Regions from separate parts of the Mus musculus genome. Here region 1 is linked to region 2. The links are chromatin contacts, called in public Hi-C maps. All regions are on one chromosome and are shown on one strand. The core of a region is the stretch at or near the end of the contact, and the rest is flanking DNA. Distances in the headings are between cores, read along the strand shown.

Region 1 (4,590 bases), core at 561-3,060, 480 kb before region 2:
TTGGTCAATGAGCAATACATTCTGTAAAATGTAGAGTGATTCCTAGAGATTTTCTTAATTCTGTTCATGTTCAGTTCTTCCTCATCACAGTCTTTCCCTCTGGAATCCCAGAACAGGCTAGACAATGCAACATAATCAGGTTGCTATATAAATACTCTCCAATTTCATTATCCAGAACAATCATAGTGCCTACTTATGTTCTGTTTATTAAAGATAAGTGTGAGAGTGCAGACTAACTGAGTCAGGGTATATATCATTAGATGCAAGAGAGCATGAGATCTAGCCAGACCCTTTCACTGGCTGTAGCACTCCATAAAGCAGGCCCTGCACCTCTTCTGGGCAGCACAGTGGAGCTGGTCTTGATACAAATGCATAGTGAGCCAGTCCTGAGGGTGAGAGATCAGAAGAGATGCCCCAGCCCCTCACAGGCTGCAGCACTTAGGAAATTGAGCCCCACACCTTGACAGGAAGGTGCCAGCATTTGGGACATTGGGCCACACAGTTTGATTGAGCAGCACTGTGGAGCTTGGTCCAGAGGTGTGGGTGCAGGAGATGCAGAGGATGTTATGTTACCTTGCCTAAGCAGGGCTGGAGACCTCACCCAGGTGGTGCTTGCCTAAGCCGTAAGGGAGAGCTGAAGCACTGACCATCTCAGTTACTACCCAGCTTTGAACTGACGCAGGAGAAAACCTACATCATCTGCCAGCAGTGGGAAAAGGCCAGTCCTGCTGACCAAAAGCTCCAGGACACCGGGCAACAACCAGATAATGTGAAGCAGTCACCGTGAGAAGCCAATGTTGATGATGTCACAAAAGCCAGAGACCTCAAACTAGACCCTGAAGTTATGGCAATGAATATTTACAAATGCAGATGTGAGGGGGGGTAGGGATATACTCTGGAACAGATTGTGACACACTACAGCTTCTACACTGAGATTTTCTTTTATGATTGTGTGTGTGTGTGTGTGTGTTTGTGTGTGTGTGTGTGTGTGTGGTGTTAATAAAGGGGAAAATTGCAAGTGTGAAGAACAGATATGAGGGTGAAACTTACAAGGATCAATACATTTTTTTTAAATAAAAGAAAATAAAGAACTAATATTTTCTTTGCAAGCAATTATCAATTGAATATAGCAGAAATACTGATTGCTGGGTCAAAGAATCCAAGAAAGAACAAGGGAGGATGAAATTTAAAAACAGCAGAAGTCACTGATAACTGCAAGCCTGACCACACTACTCTTGATATGTTTACTCTTATAGTTTCGGTATTTATTTAATAGCAAGACAACTCTCTCTTAACTTCTCAAAATGTTAAAAGAAAAAAAAACCACCAATTAATAAAGAAAACTCCACAAGAGAACAAAAAAAAAATGGAACTGTTTCCCAGAAAGGCTGCAGATTAGTTGATCAATAAAAAAGACTGTTGGGAGTGGGTGGAATCTGGATATTGTTATGAGAGGCTCCATTCCTGTTTGGCGATCTGATTTAAGAAAGTTGCTTAGTTTCCCAGGTATTTCTATAATTTCTGCAGTCTATGGTCCAGGATCTTCATGCCCAATAGCAATGTAAACTCCACACACTAGATGAAAAGCTGACAACAGTGCTGTTTTTAGTATTACAGTTGCTGGATCCTCCCTAAAACCCATGGATACCAGAAAGGCAATCTGGTGTGGTCCAGGAAGCTCACCTATGCAGTAAAAACATAATGCTACTGTAACTGAATTCTGCTGTCATTGCACAGTCCAGGGGGAAAAGCCAGAAGAAATGAAGGACTGGACACATGATCTGCATGAGTGATCTTTCCAGAAAGGATGTCTGCTGTGAGGAAATTTTGTTATTATTCCAGATGGCAGTACTGTCATCCTGGCCACGCCACATGTAGCATTCAGGAATTATTCACTGTGTCTGGTGGCCTGGAAATGATTTTGCCATTGAAAAGATAGAAGAAGTGTCAGCACATGCCAAACTATTCTGCGTTGCCCTCCAAAAGAACTTCTTTTCCCATGGGAAGTGACTAAAAAGTTTTGGTCAACAATGCAAATTTCTTTCACAGGACAGTTGAGAAGGTCTTTTGTCTGTTGATTTTTTGTTTGGCTGTGAGTAAGCCAGACTTCTGTCATAGTTGCAATGGCAGTCATTGTGAAACTAGAACTCAAATATTTTAATTACATTTAAATAATATGTGCATAGAAATGTTAGGAAACTGGTCAACATTGTTTGTCTTGTTAAGAGGGATCATGTTGACTCTTAACTGTTTTCATCCTGAAACAAAACAATACATATTGCTGTGAATGCTAAGCTTTCTTTGGCATTTCTCACTCTGAAAGATATTGGCTAAGTCTATGTGGTTGAAAGATGCACCCATTCTGTTCTAATGGAAGTTGATCTTTGGTATATAACATTGCTTGAGTGCCTCATGGGTACCTTAATAACACTCAGGAACTTCAAAAATCTCCCTGCCAAGGTACCCTAATACGAACAAGACCAATAGAAACAATTCCTTTGGCTACCTTCCCATCAAATTTCATCTCTGCCTCTCCATACATAATCTAAGCTATAAGGTGAACATACTTTTTATAACATAGTTAAAGCATGCAAGAAAACTATTGACCAGAATTATGTGTAAAAAGTCTTTTAAAGACCCAGCTCCTCTGATGGTTAAAGCTGATTTAGAATTTATAATAAATGTTGCAGGACATTGAAAGAGTGGGAGAGCAAAGCAGTCTGGTGTGATTTAATCTAAACTGGTAAAATTCTGTGTCAGTTTTTGAAATTTAGTCTGATTATTCTTCTTGCCTAAATATACAACTAAGTGGACAATCTTGAGACTTTTTACAGGCTATCTGGGAAAACAAATATGAAGAAATTACTTGTGCTAACATTCTAGAAAAACCGCATAGACTGTAGAATCAAAAAGATGCACAAAGAACTGTGGAGGGTAATACTGAGGTAGAAGATGGCTCATTCAGTGATGGTACCTGCCGAGTTCAAATGCCTGTGTAAAAGACCTGAGGCACACCTTGTGGAAGGAGATGAGAACCTGCCTCAAGTTGCATCCAAAGTTCCACTAGTTCCTGGAATGTACTTTTCCCTCTCTCTAGATAAATTATATCTACATAAAGAAATGCAGATATATCCACATTTCCAGGTGGTAGGTTAAAAGCTTATAATTCTAATACAAAAGAGTAATCAAACTCCAGCCAGTCAGCATGAAGCAGGAAAATTCTAAGGCTCTGCCCAATATAATTCCAAGGTAGCTTTGAAGTTTTGTTATTTTAGAATCAAAGCAGAAAGTTACTCAGTATTAATCAGTTGGTTAAATGGGAACACGTTGACAGATAAGTGAGTAGAAAATAATTGCTGGTAAATAACAGATTTCTAAAAGCCATTGTGCATTTGCAGTCTGTCTCAAGTGCCACTCTTCTGCAGAGGACTTGATTTCCTTCCAAAGCAATGTTGCCAGCACTGAGCCTTCGGCGTTTAAAAGAAAACGAAGCAAGAACAAATTCCCTTGCAGATATTATTCATATAATTACATCTGAGTATGCCTAAAACTACATTAGGCAGTTAGCATGTATGAAACATCTCCAGAGCAGCTCATATTTATGCTGAATAAGGACTTTCCTAAGAGACATTTTGCTAAGCTGCAAAGTACCAGGCACTGTCACTTTCTATTTGACGGTGGGGATGGGAGGGTACTCTTGGAGTAATAATTGTGCATGGCATAGGAATCTCAGGAAGATAATGTGTCCCACAAACAGTGATGCATGTCGTACTGTTTTCAGTATGGATTTCCAATGTAAACAGTAAGTGTAGCCTGCAAAGATGCTGGGTAAGCACTGAGAATTGAAAACTCAAGCCAAAACAATAACCAGAACCAGCAGAAGTTGTTCTCTTATAAATAACCATGAATCACAAGTGAATATTGTAGAAGAAAAGAGCCATAATTAAATTAGATGCTTTTTTGTTTATTGATTGGTGCTGTGAATATTACTACCTCACCTTTTTTAACATTTAATTTTTAAGACACTCCTTACTACTGGCTATAGTTATCTTAACATTCTTGAAGAGTGGAACGTTTCTGATTCTTATGTAAAGAGTTCTTACCTAACATCACTATGTAATAAGAGTAAAGATTTTAGATTATAGTTTTACTAAGGTTAAACTGATGGTCCAAAAGTGCTTAGACATTTCTGCAATGTGAGGCAGGGTTGGCTTCATAAGTTTGGGCTACCTTGGAGCCATGAAATGCTATATGCAAGCCAGGCAGAACAGTTCTTTGAGGAATAGTGGGCAAACCTGTGATATATCCACAACCAAACAGAGATGTCGGGGAACAGGATCCCATATTTTAGTGAGAACCAGAAAGTAAACAAGAATATTTAGAAAAGCAAACATGATTATGAAAAGGAAAATAAAGGTGTTGGTGATGGGGTATCACAGGTTTTGTTTCTTAAGCTGCTATAAGCAGGACTGGGCATTGAAATTCTAGATGAAGCATGGTGAAGGGAGAGCATTAGGAATGGAGGACTGGAAATAATAGTGGTCCCAAGAGTTTGCTTTCCTTTCCTCCAGTACATAGTTACAGGCAATC
Region 2 (4,828 bases), core at 2,278-4,777:
TGTCATGATGATAATAAACTAATTTATTTGACAAAATATTAAAACTTAATATGCAATTTTCCCTATTAAACTACCTACATGAAGTAAACCAGAGAGACAAGAAATTCATACACATACCATGTTCAATTTCAAAAAACTCCAGTATTTACTAGAACTTACTAGAGCAATGTCTGTCTGACTTTTTACCTTTCCAGTATGCCTGAACAATCTATCACAACCACTTTCAATTCTGCATGTATCTTTATATTTCTTTACATGAAATATGCCTGGCCAGTGGGGTCATTTTCAACCCTTTAGGCTGGAGCTAATGCATTCCCCATGTTCGTATTTCTTACATTTCATCTAAAAAACACCTAAAAAATTCCTTTTCCTCACCAACAAAGTAAGCAAGCTGACCCAGTGCATGCTAACTGCTGGCATACAAGTCTAATACAGATGTACCAGCTTTGAATGTATCATACTTTTGCTAAATATTCAGGAAAGGGGGCATTTAACCTCTGAGGTACACAGAACATAGCCAATTTTCAGTACATTATAAGAGGTATGAAGCTTTTAAAACCCTGTTAGCTTCACTGCAATATTAGGGTAGTCTATAAAAGAAGCCAATTCCCTTGTCTAATGCATTAACTTCATTCAAGCCAAATTAATTGAGAAAGAGGTGTTTCTTTTAGTTGGCTGTACACTGTTGATGCGCACAGCTAGATTTCTGCCTAATTGCTGTACAGTTACTTTTTAAGAATCTAGTTATAAACAAGTAAGCCCTGTCACTTTGAGAGACAACAGTTGGCAATATATGATAGTTATTTTCTATTCTGAACCAGATGCCTGGAGTGCCCTGTAAAATAGTATTCCTCTCGTGAAGAATAAGAAGATTTATACATGTTTGTAAATTATGTACTTAACATGTGGAGCACAGAATAAGCAATAAAACAAACACTTATCTACAAGTACCCCCGTGGGGGGAGTGGCAAACATAAGTGAGAAACCCCCAGTCATCAAATGAATATAAAGAAAGGCATAGCAATCCCACCCCCGGTCCTGCTCTACTCACTTACAACTGGACATAAATTCATGTCATGTCTTTACGAAAAGCATGGTTCATTTCCAAACTCTTATCAGAGCGTTACTGAACCCTTCAATGAGATTTCTTCCTGAAAAGTTCTGAACCTACAGGCACTGTAAGCCCCAGGCAAAACGGGATCCAGAAGGCCAGCTATGTAATGCTTCATTTTCTTAATGCACAAGGGCAAGGCTTTCTGAATTGTGACCTCATTACCCCTTGCACAGAGACATATAGTCCCATTGAAATAAATGATAGAGAATGGCAGACATGTTTACAAAGACAGCCTATAATACCAAAAGAGGGAGCCCCCTGGAGCTGAAGATCTGTCCACCACAGGCACAAACACACCAGACAGAAGCCCCTTGCTTGGAAGTAACTACCACCTGCAGCTGCTTCACCTGCCACGTGTGTGTGTGTGTGTGTGTGTGTGTGTGTGTGTGTGTACGCGCGCGCGCGCGCGCCACGGTAGAAGGGCAAAGAAGCTGTGACCCATCTGTCGCCAGGATTTGCAGAACAGGAAACCATTTGTACTGATAAAACTCCTGTACCCAAAAAAGAAAAAAAAAAAAAATCCTCCAGAGGGGCCTCACTGCAGCCCAGCAAATGAACCTTGCTTGCCCAGGGGGCGAATTGCCGAAAAGGAAATCATCACATTAACGCGGAAAAAAAAAAAAAAAAAAAAAGGCTGCAAAAGCCAGTCTCCACTTAGCTCTCAGGGATTAGCAAGTGAGAAGAGTTGGAGCCCTCGCTGCGGGCACCCTGCATGATAATGACTCGAGCCCCGCCGCTCCAGCCACGTTGCCCGGACGCTCGGCTCGCCAATAGGTGGGGCCAGGAGCCTGGCGACCCGCGGGGCCTCGGGGCGCCCGGACTCAGCTCGCCCGGGAGCAGCTCTGGAGATGGCTGTCAGAGGCCACCGTGTCTGTGCCGGGCACCGGAGCGGCCTGCGCCGGCATTGGCGTCTCCCACGCCCCGGACTGGGAGCGAGTGCCCCGCCATCCTCTCCAGCCTCCGAGTCGCGGGAACCGCAGAGGACGGCGAGCTTGGGAGTCCGCATCGATCGCCGCAGCGGACTCGGCCGCTCAGGATGCAAAACCACCTGTTCGAGCCGCGGGGAGCGCCCCCGGCCCCAGCCCGCATCTCTCCCCCGCGGATGCCACTGCCAGCCTTACCCCCTATGATTTTTTTTTAATGGCTCAAATGTACATCCGGGAAAAATCGAGAAGATAGAGTCAATCAAACTTCCTTCTCCCCACACCCGGAGTCCCCACACTCCCCACACTCCTGCGCGGAGGCAGGCGTGAGCCTCTAGTGCCCGGCCCGCACTCCACACACGGCCTCACTCCGCGCCGCGAGGCTCAGTCACTGCTTAGGGAAAGCTGAGCCCGTGAGAGCGCGGGCACCGAGGGGAGCGAACCTAGGCCACTCTGGCAGCAGCCGGAGGCTCGAGGGGGTGGGGAAGCAGAGATCACAGCCAAGGAAACGTTAGGGAAAGTCGCCACAAGCCACAGAAGCCCTGTCTTACCGATGTGGATGATAGAATCAGCGGTCGCCAGGTCCCAGGTTCGAGACCAACAGAAGGACAGAAACAAGAGCAAGGGGAAAACTTCCATCCTCCGATGCCGATCCTCCTTGACCACGACTTTGCTTCCAAGACGTAGATATTCTCTTAAGCGGTCCACAGAGTTTGAGGTCAGGATAGAGTTGAGTGCAGCTTTCCCCCTAATTTCCAAATCCCTCTTTACAGCACAATCTTTTCTGGTCACAGAAGAGGCACGGGCGACCCGAGAGCTAGCACAGCCAGAGGCAGCCTCCTCCCAAGCCCTGTCACTCGGAGGGGAATTTTGGCATTGCCAGAGTTGTTTGCAGTTGGGCTTTTTAAAAAATGTATCCAGCCTTGGCTGCTCTCGGACGGGGGGCGAGGCTGGCGCTCAGACGGTGGCCGTGGCCGCACGGGGGCCGCGGTGGCGGGTCCCAGCTCCGCCGCAACTTGGGCACCCCCGCGCCGGATGTGCCCGCGCCCTCCCCCGCCGCCGAGCCCCTCCACCCGGGGCCGTGCGCGGTCGTGGCGCCTCGCGGCCAGCTCTCAGTGCCACCAGCGAGGATGAAGATGCGATCGGAGTCGCCAGATTCCAGCGGGGAGGGGGAGGTCCGCTTCGGGAGGGGTGGCAAAAGTGAACTTGAAGGTAATGCAGCTAGTAATGCAGAGAATACTCCCCTTCGGCGCGAGACGGGCCCCGGAGCTGGCGCGGCGGGCGCGGTGGCGGGGGAGTCCGGCGGGAGCGAGCAGCGGGCCAGGCCGGCGCGCGGAGCCGCGGCTGCAGGATGCTCCCGAGCCGCTCGCCTGGCGGGATGCGGGAAGCCAACAGCAGCCTGGCAAGCTCCGCTGCAGCCCCACGTTGCCTAGAAATGGATCACCTAGGAGAAGCGAGTCCGCAAGAGAGCGGTGCTGTCAGGCGGAGAGGGGAACCGAGAGAGGAAGAGCTTCTAATAACCACCTCCTCCCCCTATCTGCAATACAAGGGAGAAACAAAACCGCGCTCTCAATTCCCTGGGAATCTTCACCCGGACTGAGAAAGGCAGGACTCAAAGAGAAGGCAGTGAAGTCCCCCACCTGCCTTGACGGTTTTTTTTTTTTTTTTGGATGTTTTTGTTTTTCCCCGTAGGTTATAAAAACAACCTAAAAAGCCACCCCACTTATTTAACCTTGCTATCCCCCAACAGGTACCGGACTTTTTTCTAGGCGTCGTCTGGAATTAGTCACATTGGCTAAGAACAAATTAGGGACACCTAGTCACTTAGGGAAAAGAAGACCTAGAAAGCTTTTAATGAGATTTCAATTATAAAGTTATAAAAAGCGGAGAACGTGCTAATTACCTTTAAACAGTGGGTTGCTCCCCCCCCCCCCCTTTCGGTCTCTGGTGTTTTTAAGGCAATCAAAATGCAGAAAGAATTTTGATATACTGTTAGAAAACAGACAGTCTTGACATTCAAATATATATCTAAAAATGTTAAGGACAATAAAACAAAACAAACAAAACAGCCTCAGTCGTCAAAATCCTGCATTAAGTTAATCACCTGTGCAGTTAAGTAGCCACAGGGAAGCTACTTGCTGTTCTTGGGGAGCCTGCAGATGCACTGTAAGGTAAGGTCCCGGCCTTAAAAGAAGGGATTTTGTGCAAGCTTTACCCCTGCTCTTGGTGACTTCTAATGACTAGTTTATATCCTTCCATCTTATTGCAGAAGGGGGTTCTGTTAACTCAATCAAGTGTGTAACTGAGGTCAGCTATTAACAGCTCTGATACTGTTTCAATTACAAACGTAGTCCACTGGCTGGGAAACTTGTTACCTGGGGGATGGATATCAGAACCCAAGTTCATTGTGAATCTGGCTAAGATCTTTTGTTCCTGTTTCCTCACTGACCCCTTTTCTACTATCTTGATGATTTGACTTAGTTGCCTATTCTCGCGTCTGAAATATCCTAACTTTCCTTCATTTTGTAAATTCCATCCCTGGACGTTCGAGAAAATGTTTTGTTCTTTTGCTGCTCACATCAACAGTATCTCATGGATTACAATAAAGTCATTCAAGTCCCTCAGCACCTCAAGAGCAGAAACCTGTCACTCATGAAACACTGCCCGACCCTTGAGTATGAAATAATCCCACCCATCTCCTAGGCTCTCAATGCAGTCTTCCATGGAGTCTAAAAGAAACACTACTTTAAAATGAGCTCACCAATGTCTTCACTGATGGTTGGGACTTATA

What was found. Hi-C and Micro-C count contacts between places; a contact is called where the count stands out from the background.
Region 1: a contact with region 2 is called in a Hi-C map of cerebellum, with 1.6 times the contacts expected there. The contact joins the enhancer-like site here to the promoter of Grid2 in region 2. A contact is called at or near these places in 1 of 39 promoter capture datasets (pre-B cells), 1 of 484 Hi-C or Micro-C datasets (cerebellum), 1 of 115 datasets of contacts at active chromatin or transcription factors (astrocytes) and 1 of 9 other capture datasets (liver).

Annotation. Positions count from the first base shown.
Region 1 is chr6:63,731,266-63,735,855 of GRCm38.p6, reverse strand. All of the region lies in intron 2 of Grid2 (glutamate receptor, ionotropic, delta 2), which reads right to left. Among named protein-coding and RNA genes, the nearest start is that of Grid2, 480 kb to the right of the region's middle. Within about 2 kb of position 1,810, at least 4 of the 459 cell types and tissues checked have an H3K27ac peak or open chromatin away from gene starts, as enhancers often do. A contact at or near this core is called in cerebellum, where this site is marked.
Region 2 is chr6:63,254,705-63,259,532 of GRCm38.p6, reverse strand. Grid2 (glutamate receptor, ionotropic, delta 2) reads right to left here and starts at 3,527. Exons shown (of 16, transcript NM_008167.3): 1 at 2,589-3,527. The coding sequence starts at 2,676.